2 separate regions of the Sus scrofa genome follow, and region 1 is linked to region 2. The links are chromatin contacts, called in public promoter capture Hi-C maps. All regions are on one chromosome and are shown on one strand. Each heading gives the region's core, a stretch centred on a gene start, on an enhancer-like site or on the middle of the called end of the contact. The rest is flanking DNA. Distances are from core to core; before and after follow the strand shown. Region 1 holds the start of MINDY3 (ubiquitin carboxyl-terminal hydrolase MINDY-3). Region 2 holds the start of RSU1 (ras suppressor protein 1).

The links. Promoter capture Hi-C pulls out the DNA fragments that hold promoters and counts their contacts.
Region 1: a promoter capture Hi-C map of liver shows a contact between it and region 2, with 13 times the contacts expected there. The contact joins the promoter of MINDY3 here to the promoter of RSU1 in region 2. A contact is called at or near these places in 3 of 5 promoter capture datasets (fetal liver, fetal skeletal muscle and liver), 1 of 47 Hi-C or Micro-C datasets (embryonic fibroblasts) and 2 of 2 datasets of contacts at active chromatin or transcription factors (alveolar macrophages and skeletal muscle).

The regions. Positions count from the first base shown.
Region 1 is chr10:45,977,274-45,982,768 of Sscrofa11.1, forward strand. MINDY3 (ubiquitin carboxyl-terminal hydrolase MINDY-3) reads left to right here and starts at 2,815. Exons shown (of 14, transcript XM_005656813.3): 1 at 2,815-3,147. The coding sequence starts at 3,054.
Region 2 is chr10:45,077,033-45,082,095 of Sscrofa11.1, forward strand. RSU1 (ras suppressor protein 1) reads left to right here and starts at 1,982. Exons shown (of 12, transcript XR_002336347.1): 1 at 1,982-2,227; 2 at 2,478-2,589.

The DNA.
Region 1 (5,495 bases), core at 1,565-4,064, 900 kb after region 2:
TAGTTGCTAGGGACATGGTAATGGAGCTGTTTTGCTTTTAGTTGACAGGGAAATTTGGGGATAGCCAAGAAAATAATTAAGCACAGATTTAGGGTTTGATAATAGAGTAATTAACTTTGCTGTGAGGTAGGCTAAAGAGAATTAATTATCATGGAAATCTAAGCCCAGTTTTATGGAAGTGCCCTGACTTGAATTTGAAAGAAAGAGAAATACTACTAATAAAACTAGGTGTGAACAGGAAGTTTCTCATATTTTAGGACTCTCTTTTATGATCAAATATAATTTATGCAACCTCTGTGCATCTTAATGATACACTTCAATTTAATCAAAATCATAGATGGTTCTAAGGAAAAAAATAATAGTATGCTAAAATATGGAGCGAGAAAAACACTCCAAAAATTTACATAATTTTCAAATCACTATAATAAGTGAGAAAGTCTTTATTGTCCTGTACCAGATATATTGCAGCAAATTTGACTGCTTGCAATTTTTATTATTTTTCTATAAATTACCAAATAAAAAATTTTTAAATGAATGTTAATTTGCCTTTCTACTGTAGCTTAAGCAAGTTCATCATTTAAATGTTATAAGTAATGAATAATTAAGCAACATAAATAATTTAATATTCCTTGTTAAAAATACATCCTGCTAATTAAAAATTTTTAAACATTGCAAATAAAGAACATAACCTAAGGGTGGAAAGAACATACATACCAATGTCTACCCAAGATTTTTCCAGCTTCATCACAGCTGGAAACTAAGAAAAATCACAGATAAAGGAATATTTCATTTTTATTTTTACTATTTTTTAAAATTTTGTATGCTTTTTAGACTCAGTCCCATGTCATACGGAAGTTCCCAGGCTAGGGGTTAAACTGGAGCTACACAGCTGCCAGCCTATGCCACAGTCACAGCAACTCAGGATCCAAGCCATGTCTGCAACGTACACCACAGTTCATGGCAATGCTGGATCCTTAACCCACTGAGCGAGGCCAGGGATCGAACACGCATCCTCATGGATACTCATTGGATTTTTTAACTGCTGAGCCACAAAGGGAACTCCCTATTTCATTTTTAAAAATACATTTTGAAACTATAGTTTTTTCTTTATATCTATCAACAGTTAATCAAATCTATAATTACTGTCTATTAATGGGAAGAAAACAATGGTGGCAAACACCTTTGAACTTACAGAGTTCTGCCACTTACAGGATCTATAAACATTGACCCATCTATGTCTTTCAGGATGTGAAATAATTAGGTATTGTAAATCACCGTGCAAATGTTAGATATTTAATTGGACCAGTCAATGGTACTGATTTCCTTACTTTCTGAAAGATAGTGAACTCTTTCTTTTTTTTTTTTTTTTTTTTGTCTTTTTGCTATTTCTTGGGCCGCTCCCATGGCATATGGAGGTTCCCAGGCTAGGGGTAGCAGCCGGCCTAAGCCAGAGCCACAGCAAAGCGGGATCGGAGCCACGTCTGCGACCTACACCACAGCTCACGGCAACGCGGGAACATTAACCCACTGAGCAAGGGCAGGGATCAAAACCGCAACCTCATGGTTCCTAGTCGGATTCGTTAACCCCTGCGCCACGACGGGAACTCCAATAGTGAATTCTTAAGTTCCATTAAAGGTAAATTTCATTCTGTCAGCTAATACTTATTGAAATCTAGCTAAGTTATGGCTCTTTAGCAGGTACTATGAATAAGATGAGACCTTGGCTTTCATAAATGTGTATCCCAGGAGAAGGATAAATAATTCTTTGTAAATAGAAGTGATGATAATTATCATAAGCAAGTTACAGATAAGGTGCTACAAAATTTCAGAAGATAAAAATTTTCCTTTATATTGTAATGACTGGGGAAAGCTCTATTACAAAATGCCATGTGTACTAGGTCTTGAAAAATGGGTAAGATTTGGTTTGAAACAGGATAAAGGATATTCCAAAGGGACTAACAATTAGAAGGAAGACTATGGATATGGTTGAAGCTCTTTGAACAATTCCTTTTAACTACAGCAAAGGCTGCTTAAGTTGAAAATAAAGTATAAATTAGCAAACCCTCGTATTTTCTACATGACAGTAATTCATCAGATTAAATGCCTTTTAGTTTTAAATTCAAAGCTCAGCCAGAATAAGTTCTCTTCTTGAGCATCATAAACCTAAGTTTTTACCCAAACGAAATGTAATTGAATGCCCGTAAATGATTAAAACCTGGTCTTTAGTTCAGGTGTTGCCCACACACCCTACAGCATTGAAACTTGTAGATGAAACTGCTCTACCTTTTACAAACAAGCAGCTTGGAATCTGTTTTCATATAAATGCCTTTGTAATTCTGCAGAGACATTTCTAAGGCATGATGCACCACAGTCTCTGGTTATGTTAACAGCTGGTTTGACTTATACGATTTATCAAGAGGCTGATAGCCTTCAATTTATCATGGTTCTCTACACAGACACGGCCGTTTTCTTGCGGAGACTCAACCATCACCTTAAAGCTGCAGTTTGGAATAATTCAGATTTCAGAATTTTAAGGTGGAGGCTCTGTTCTGAGCGAGCCCCTGGGCTTGGGCCTCGGTGCCTCCAGACAAGCTCAAAGCAGTGCAGTGAGAATGGAGTTTTCCAGGATGGTAGAAATATGCCAGCGCCCATGGGACGCGGTGCTCCTGCCAATACAAAGGCAGCCACCGGTCCAGCCGGTCGGGCACTAAGTTCAGAGAGGCCAGTAGCCTCCGCAGGTCCTCAGCGCATTCTGCCCCCACTTCCGCTTCCGGGGAGGTGACGCCCGGCCCTCCGGCTGTAGGGGCGGGAGCGAAAGCGGAGCCGGAAGCGGCCTCAGTACTTCCGGTACGGGAAACTCTGCTGCAGCTCCGACCCGGCTTGACAGGCGCTGTCCCTGCAAGTGGAGCGCTCTTCTTTCGCCTTCCTCGGGGCTAAACCTTCCAGCTCCTTTGCCGCCCGCCGTCCCGCCACTCCTGTCTCGGAATCCGCCCCTTCCCCATGTGCCGGGGCAGGAGTCCTGAAAGCCAACACCCGCTCGCCGGCACCCGATCATGTCCGAACTGACTAAAGAGCTGATGGAGCTGGTGTGGGGCACCAAGAGCAGCCCTGGACTCTCTGACACCATCTTCTGCCGCTGGACTCAAGGTACCCTGGCTGGACTCGCAGGTCCAGTCGCCGCTTCCTTTTGCCCGGCGAGAGTCGAGCCGTGAAGCCTCTCGCGCCAGCCCCCTCGCGTGCCCCGTACTCTGTCCCAATTACCTCGCTCAGCTCGGAACCTGGACTTCCTAGAAACGCCCTGCCAGCCTTGAGGGGAGAGGTTGAGTGGGAGAATGGTTCCAGCTGGGCACTAAATATCCAAAGAGCCTCTCCCACTTCCTGGGCTGCCTTTCGGGTGGACAAGAGAAGGGCTGGTTGTTGGGCTGCAGGGTGTGACCCTGAAGGTGTGCCGAGTGCCCCGGTGTCTCTCCAGAAGTGTTCTGGCCGCCTGGATCCTTACCTCCCTAACAGGGCTTCGTGTTACTGGCGTTTGGTTTTATTTTGGAGAGAGGGAAGGCCATCTCAAAGTCGACGATAGTTAACTGCGAAAAGCGATTTTGTTCGTATTTTGGTTAGGCGTGGTACTCGGTGCATAAGTAAAATGTTGCTGCTGCATAGGGTTCTCTTGACCCAAAGTATCCCTGGTTTTGAGGTGGTTTAGTATCTTGCAATTAAAAGGAAGGGGGATCATTAGAAATTCCTGCCGATTTAATTGCCCCCACAGGATTTTGAGTTATATAAGTTTTATTAATACAAATAATAGTGAAATTTAAAATACTACTTATTGAATTTCAGCGTTGTCTGAGGCTCTGCCCTGGGCACTTAATGCTCGTAATCATCCGTGACTCGTAAGTTTTAATATTAAAACACAGCAGACACATTAGTTAAGGTGACTTAAAAAAAGACTGTGGTGAGGTTAAGAGCAGAGCCTTTGGAGTCAGAAAGATGGGTAATGTATGAATGTAAAACATCACAAGGCAGTAAATAATGGGCAATTAATACTACTATTAAAATATTACAATATTTATTGAGAAAATGCCTATTTTCAAAGGATTTGGGGGAAATTTAGCATAGTAAATCTAACTTCATAATGTGTATTTATTAACGAAAATTCAGGATAAGTAATCCCTTTTTCCCTCCCAGATACTTCTAAGAGCTGATAAAATTAAAATCATAATGTATCACAGCCAATTAGGTTATTTAGTCCATTACTCTCGTTTGGAAGATGAGAAAAACAAGTTGCGACGGCTAAATGAGCAGACCAAAGTCACCCAAATGGACAGAACTGGGAGCGAATTTCACCTCTCCCAGCTCCTAAAACAAACTCTGTCTTCGTTATTTTCCTTTGTGTTTCTAAACTCCCCATGTAATTAGTTTGGCTCCTTTTACACATTTAATTGTCGCTAATATGTTCTGAAACCTTGGACATCCACATTGGCAGATTTTATTTGAAAATGTACTTTTTGTCTTATTTCTTTTAATAGTCAACAGCCCTAAAGTACACAAAGCTGTGAAAGATTGAGAAGTTTTACTTCTTGTTAATTAGTTAATAAGACAACACAGAAGAAGGAGATACTAGGCCTCATTTATTTTAATACTGTTGTGCAGATTCAGGGAGAATTCGGAGAAGCAGTTCTAATAATGACTAAGAGCAGGCTTTGGGAGAGGCATACTTGGGTTCTAGGTTCAAGCTTTTTTTTTTAAATTTATGTAAGCCTCAGTTTCCTTCTTTGGAGAGTGCAGATAATAGTAGAGCCAATCTTGCAGGGTTGTTGTGGGGATTAAAGGCAGGTAAATACTTGAGGCACTTAGCGCAATATCTGACATGGAGTCAACACTCAGAAAATGGTAGCTTAATTTAAAAAGTGTTTAGACCAAGGCAAAGATCACTCTCTGGCCATGCCCTGACAATTGCAAGAAATTGTTTATTTGATGGATAATCACTAAATAGAACTTTATAATGACATGTTAGAATGCACTAGCCACCTTTTAGTCGTAGAGAGTTTCCTTAAGAAGATTCATTCAATCAGTACCATTTCAAAATAAAAGGTTATTTATTTATTTATTTGCTCTTTCAGAGAATGCAGTTATATTGTGGCTATGTAATTCTTCAAGCTCTTAAATTGATCATGATTTTAAGGCAACCAAGTATGTATCTTTAAGTTATCACTTCTGAATCAGCGGGATGTTGTTATTTATTTGCTTCTGTTGACTTTGTATTCATTTGTTCAATCTGAGAGGCAGAAACCGTTGCTGAACACTGCTGTGGCAGTGATTTGGAGATTGTGGGAATTGGCACACAGCAGTGCTTTGCTGAGCTTTGCCTTACTGCATTTATAATGTGACATCAGCTTTGGCTTTATTTCATGGTCTATAGCTATTCTTTGAATTGACAGCTATAATCTCAGTAGTCTTTCGGCATGGAAGCGAGTTATAAGTGTAAGGTGTTTGGGGTG
Region 2 (5,063 bases), core at 732-3,231:
GAAAAAAAGCTTTTTTTTTTTTTTTTTGAAAACTGGCAGTGAATGTAAGCATACTGAAAATTAAACAGAAAGAAACTGTAGCTCAAAATAAATTCAAGAGAATGCAGCAGAGTTGGGAGTTGACTTTCCATGGATTATCTGGATGTGAGGCTGGCAGGTGCAGTGTGAGAGGGCGGGACAGAAAGTGATGCACCTGTTCCTTGGTGCTTACCATTCCCATTTATCTTTCACCAGGGAAGGCAGCCTTGTGATTACATGCAGCATAAAACTGGGTTCTGACCTCTGAAGAAATTTAACAAACAGCCCAAAGAAAAGTAATGACGACCTAGGAGGGAAACAAATACACATTAACAACAGAAGAGGAAAGAATCCAGGTCAGCTATCTAGAAAAATCACTTGGACCTCATGCTTAAATACAAAAGGACAGCCAGGAATCACCTGACAGAGGAGGAATTACAGTAGCCTAAAATGGAAAGAATTAGACACACTAACAAAAAAGGGACAGGAGGAAACAAGTTAGCGAACAGAAGAGAGGTTTAAAAATTGTTATCCTCAGAAATATCTGAGAAGAGTGTGCATTCATGAAACAAAAGCAGGATAGCATTAAAGAAGAAGGAGGTCTTAAGAAGTATGTTTCATTAATAGACAATTTAAAAAATTTTATTAATAGAGATTTGGAAGATAAAAGAGAAAATCTCCTAGAACATTGTTTGTTTTAAAGGGCATACATGAGGAAAAAACCAAAACAGCACAGCTAGTGAAAACTGGCCCAGGAGGCTGCCATCTAAAAAGATTTCTGGAATAAATCAGATAAAATGGCAGGAAAGAAATTTTAAAGTTATAACAGATAACAATTTTCAGAGAGGAGGAGAGAAATGAAGTGTCCTCCGAAAAGGACCCAGTGAGCACTAAACAGATTAAATTAAAAACAACCTCCCATCAGAGATAGTATGGTGCAATTTCAGAAACACGGCGAATAAAAAGATCACAAATGCTTCCCAAGGGAAAACAGCAGTTCTTGCAGTGATTTAGGAGATCAGTATGTTTCTGGGCACCAACATTGAAATAAGTCAGTAGAACAATGCCACTGAGACTTAAGTGAAACTGATTTTCAACCGAATTCCATGCTAAGCAAATTATCAAAGGTGTGGGCAAGATAAGGACAATTAAAAACATGCAATTCCTTAACATTTGTGCCATCCTTTCAGAGAAATTTACTTGAGGGTAGTTACTCCAGCAAGACGCCTAGAGAAATGTGTGTTTAAACCCAGGAACCAAGTGAAAAGAAATGATAGATAACCCCTCATCTGAAAGGACAGAAGAAATCCAAGTTAGAGCAGTAAATGAGTAGGTTTTTAAAGTCTTCAAGGATTCACTGGATTCCAAACACTGGAGAATAATGAAAAGCTTAAGGATACAAGAAGACAAAACAAATCCTAGTTAAAAAAAATGAAAATTGTATAAGGAAATCATCACTTAATATAAAGCAAACTAAACTACGACATAGCCTATGAACAGAGAAGCTACGTATTTATCTGGCTACATATCCCCTTCTTGGGACCCAGCGGTCCATGATTGCGACCTGGCACCAGGGACACAGACCATAAAGTTCTTGCTTTCAGGAGCTCATAATGTAGTGGGAGATGCACCTGGGGGATATGGCCTCAGGGTAGCAACTTCCAGCAAGTGGAATCACAAAGAAGCAGCACATTGAAAGAAAATTTACTTATAGCTTCAATGGGATTCTACCTGAGCTACAACCATCCATGCACCGCCACTCCCCAGACTTCCCGGCTTCCGCCCACAGCGCTCTGGCTTCAACCTACAAACTGAGCCTGCGCCGAACTAGGGCGCACCGAATTCAGCCCAATCAGAATCTCCAACCTGAGGTGATGCCAGAGGGATGGACTCACCACGGGTGGGGCGGAGTCTCGAGGCCGAATAGCTGCCGTGATTGGTCGGCCGCGGGGCACACATTCTTTTATGGGCGGAGCCTCGCCCTAAGCCACGTCTAGTAAGCTGTTTTCCTAATTAGGGAAGGGTCCCGCGCGGGCGGGGCGTGGAGCTGAGCTCGTCCCGGTGTGCGCTTGCGCCGAGCGCCGGGACAGGGCGTGTTCCTGGTTCGGGTGCCGAATTCGCACCGACCGAGTGCATCGCTCGCCGCCGGAGTGAGCCCTGCGGAATCCTGTCATTTCCACGCCCAACCTGTTAGGTGCTGCCTTTCACAGTGAGTGTGTGTGTGTGTGGCGTTGCACTTGCGTTTACTTCTCTTTACGCGGCGGGAATGGTGCTGGACCCTTTCCACTACCCTGCCCCGCCCTCCCCATCCCCCCTCCCGGCTACCGGACCCTGCCGCCTGTTGTCCACTTGTCCGGGCTGGGGGAACCCTGGAGAGTGCCAGCCAGGAGTACCCTCTTATCTCTCCCTGCACCCTCCTGGACGTCGCCCACGTGCTTTGTTGTTGTCGTTTGGTCCAGGTCATGTCCAAGTCTCTGAAAAAGTTGGTGGAGGAGAGCAGAGAGAAGAACCAGCCGGAAGTGGACATGAGTGACCGGGGCATCTCCAACATGCTGGACGTCAACGGCTTGTGTAAGTCTCCAGAGGACTTTCGCCTCGGAGGAAAAGTTTAACAACTGCTGGTCACAGTGTGAGACGTTATAATGGTTTACATCCCACCCCCTGCTTGTATACAGCACTCGTCAAGCTCAGAAAGCTTGCAGTCAGAGTTTGTTCTGTCTCAGCTGGAAAACGGACCAGAGAGCCTGGTTAAGAATCACACAGACCGTGGCCGCTGGCCGGCATCAGTTGTCTGCTATGATTAATGGCATTTGGGTGGATTTCCCATACAGTTTACCAAATAGCTACTTGGTTTTTTTAATGGAAAATTATTTCTGAATCATTTTTCCATTCTCTTACTATAGTTTTTGGCCCTTGAACAGATGCCACAAAAAAGTTCCCTAGGAAGTATTCTTGTACTTGGAGGAAGTTAAACATTTCTTGACTCATTACCTTTTGCTGGGTTTAGTTTCTTAACAGTTCAGACTTTTGTTACCTCCTCCTGTGCTCTTGTGCTGTCTTCCTACCTTTCCCGCTTGCCTCCAGTTTTACTGCTTCTGTACTTTAGGCACTGTATCGCTTTCAGTGTTATTTCCACCTAACGTGTATCTTACTGTAACTCTCGAGGATTGCAAACTCACATGCCTTCAGGGACCAGGTGGGAATGGTCATGAATTCCAGCCTTAATAGGTGTCCTGTCTGAAGGGTTAAGCTGCTACACCTGCCACTCAGATCAAACAAATGTCACCACGTGGGGATGTTGGCCCAGTATTGTCAGGTTTTTTCTATGAAGCCAAGAATCCAGATTTTTATATGCAAATTCCTAATTTTTAGATATTGGCAACTAATTAGTGGTGAAACCAGACACTTCTTCAGGCTAGGGGTTGAATGGGAACTGCAACTGCAGGCCTACACCGCAGCCACACAGCTGAATGTGGCTGAAGTTTGGACTTTCTCCCTCGCTTGGCCATTGCTAATGGTAATGCTCCAGGTTCCTTGGGGGGACCTGTTTCTTTCTGAATCTGATTCTAACCTACCTTAGTGCCTGTTCCTTCCATGCATCTGGCACCTCTGCCACGCTGAACTGATGGTCCTTCCTGAACCAGGGCACTCTTTCAGGTCTTTGTACATTTAGAAATATTGTTTCCTCCCTTTCAACCCCCCGCCCCAGTCCTTCGGCTTAACTGTTGAGAGTCAGCTCAGATGTCACAGCCTGTGAGAAGCCTTCTGTGTCTGTATCAAGCTGATTTAGAGTCTCGCCCCCCTTAGTGAAGTTGGACGCACCTTGCTTCCTGACCCTTGTTACTCAGGATTGTGATGTGTTCTTAATCCAGAGCCCTCTCTCCCCCACCGGGAGGCTGGGGAGATGGAAGCAGTGCAGTGTTCCCATGGGCCTCCTTTGTTATAGTGCCTGGAACACGAAGGGTACTCACAACTGTTTGACAGATGAAGGAAGGAATGATGGATTAAGCCCGCAAGTTGATGAGCTCCAGACCTGGATGTGACACTGGAGGAGAAGGGGAGATGTCCAGGGGACCCTAAAAGGGGACAGTTCACTCGTGAGGCCTGGAGAGAGTAGAGTCAGTTACCATGAAGCCCTGGTTTGCACCCGGGACAGAGCTCAGGCTTCGTGCCATTGATGCATCTTGGCAAAGGGCAAGGGGATGCGAAGCCAGAGGTGATGGGTGTTTGGTCATCCCCAGGGATTAGCTGCTCTTAAGCTCAGCTTTTGTACGAGTTAGCATCTCAGCCTCCTGGGATGTGCTGGCCTCTCTCAGGGGTGACAGCTTCTTGGTGGCTGCAACAGAGCAGGTGTCTGTGGTACTGAACTGGCAGTTGCAGATCTGGGTGTGTCCTTGCACTGCCCTGCCAGGGCCCTGATGGTCCTTGGGGACATGGCTGCATCACAGGCAGAGGATGGTGAGCGGCAAGCAGGGGGCCTGGCTGGGCCGTGAGGTGGCCCCACGGCTCGCTGCTCCTCAGAACTTTTTTCTTAGAGGGTTGAAAAAAGGTTGCTTTCATCAGAGGAGCTTTCTACTCCTTAGCTTTGAAGAGGAGTCTCCCCTCTGTGGGGAGGGTGGCGGAGCTATTTCAGTCCGGTTGTATTATCTCTTTGAAGCCCTGGCTTTTACCAAAGGAGAAAAGATAGCCACTTGCTTCCTGAAAAAGCAGTTTCCGGTGTAACATGAGGAGCTGAAAAGCAGGGTCATCCTTGCATTTTCCTAAAGAAGTAACTTCAGGAAGAGCAAGAGCGATTCTTGGGGAGTTTAGTGGAAGTGAATTTGGAAATTCCACCTCCTCCAGCCTCTGGAGTGTGCTAGACCTGGGAGTGGCTGCTTCCTGCTATAACTCCTGGCTTCTGGAGTCTGGAGGGTCCAGGATGCATTCAGAATCCCACCCTCCACTGGGGTTTGTTTAGCAGTAGGGCACACTGCATGGTATATAATTTAATATTTTAGGAAGTTCGTGTTGTGGCTCAGTGAGTTAGGGACCCAACATTGTCTCTC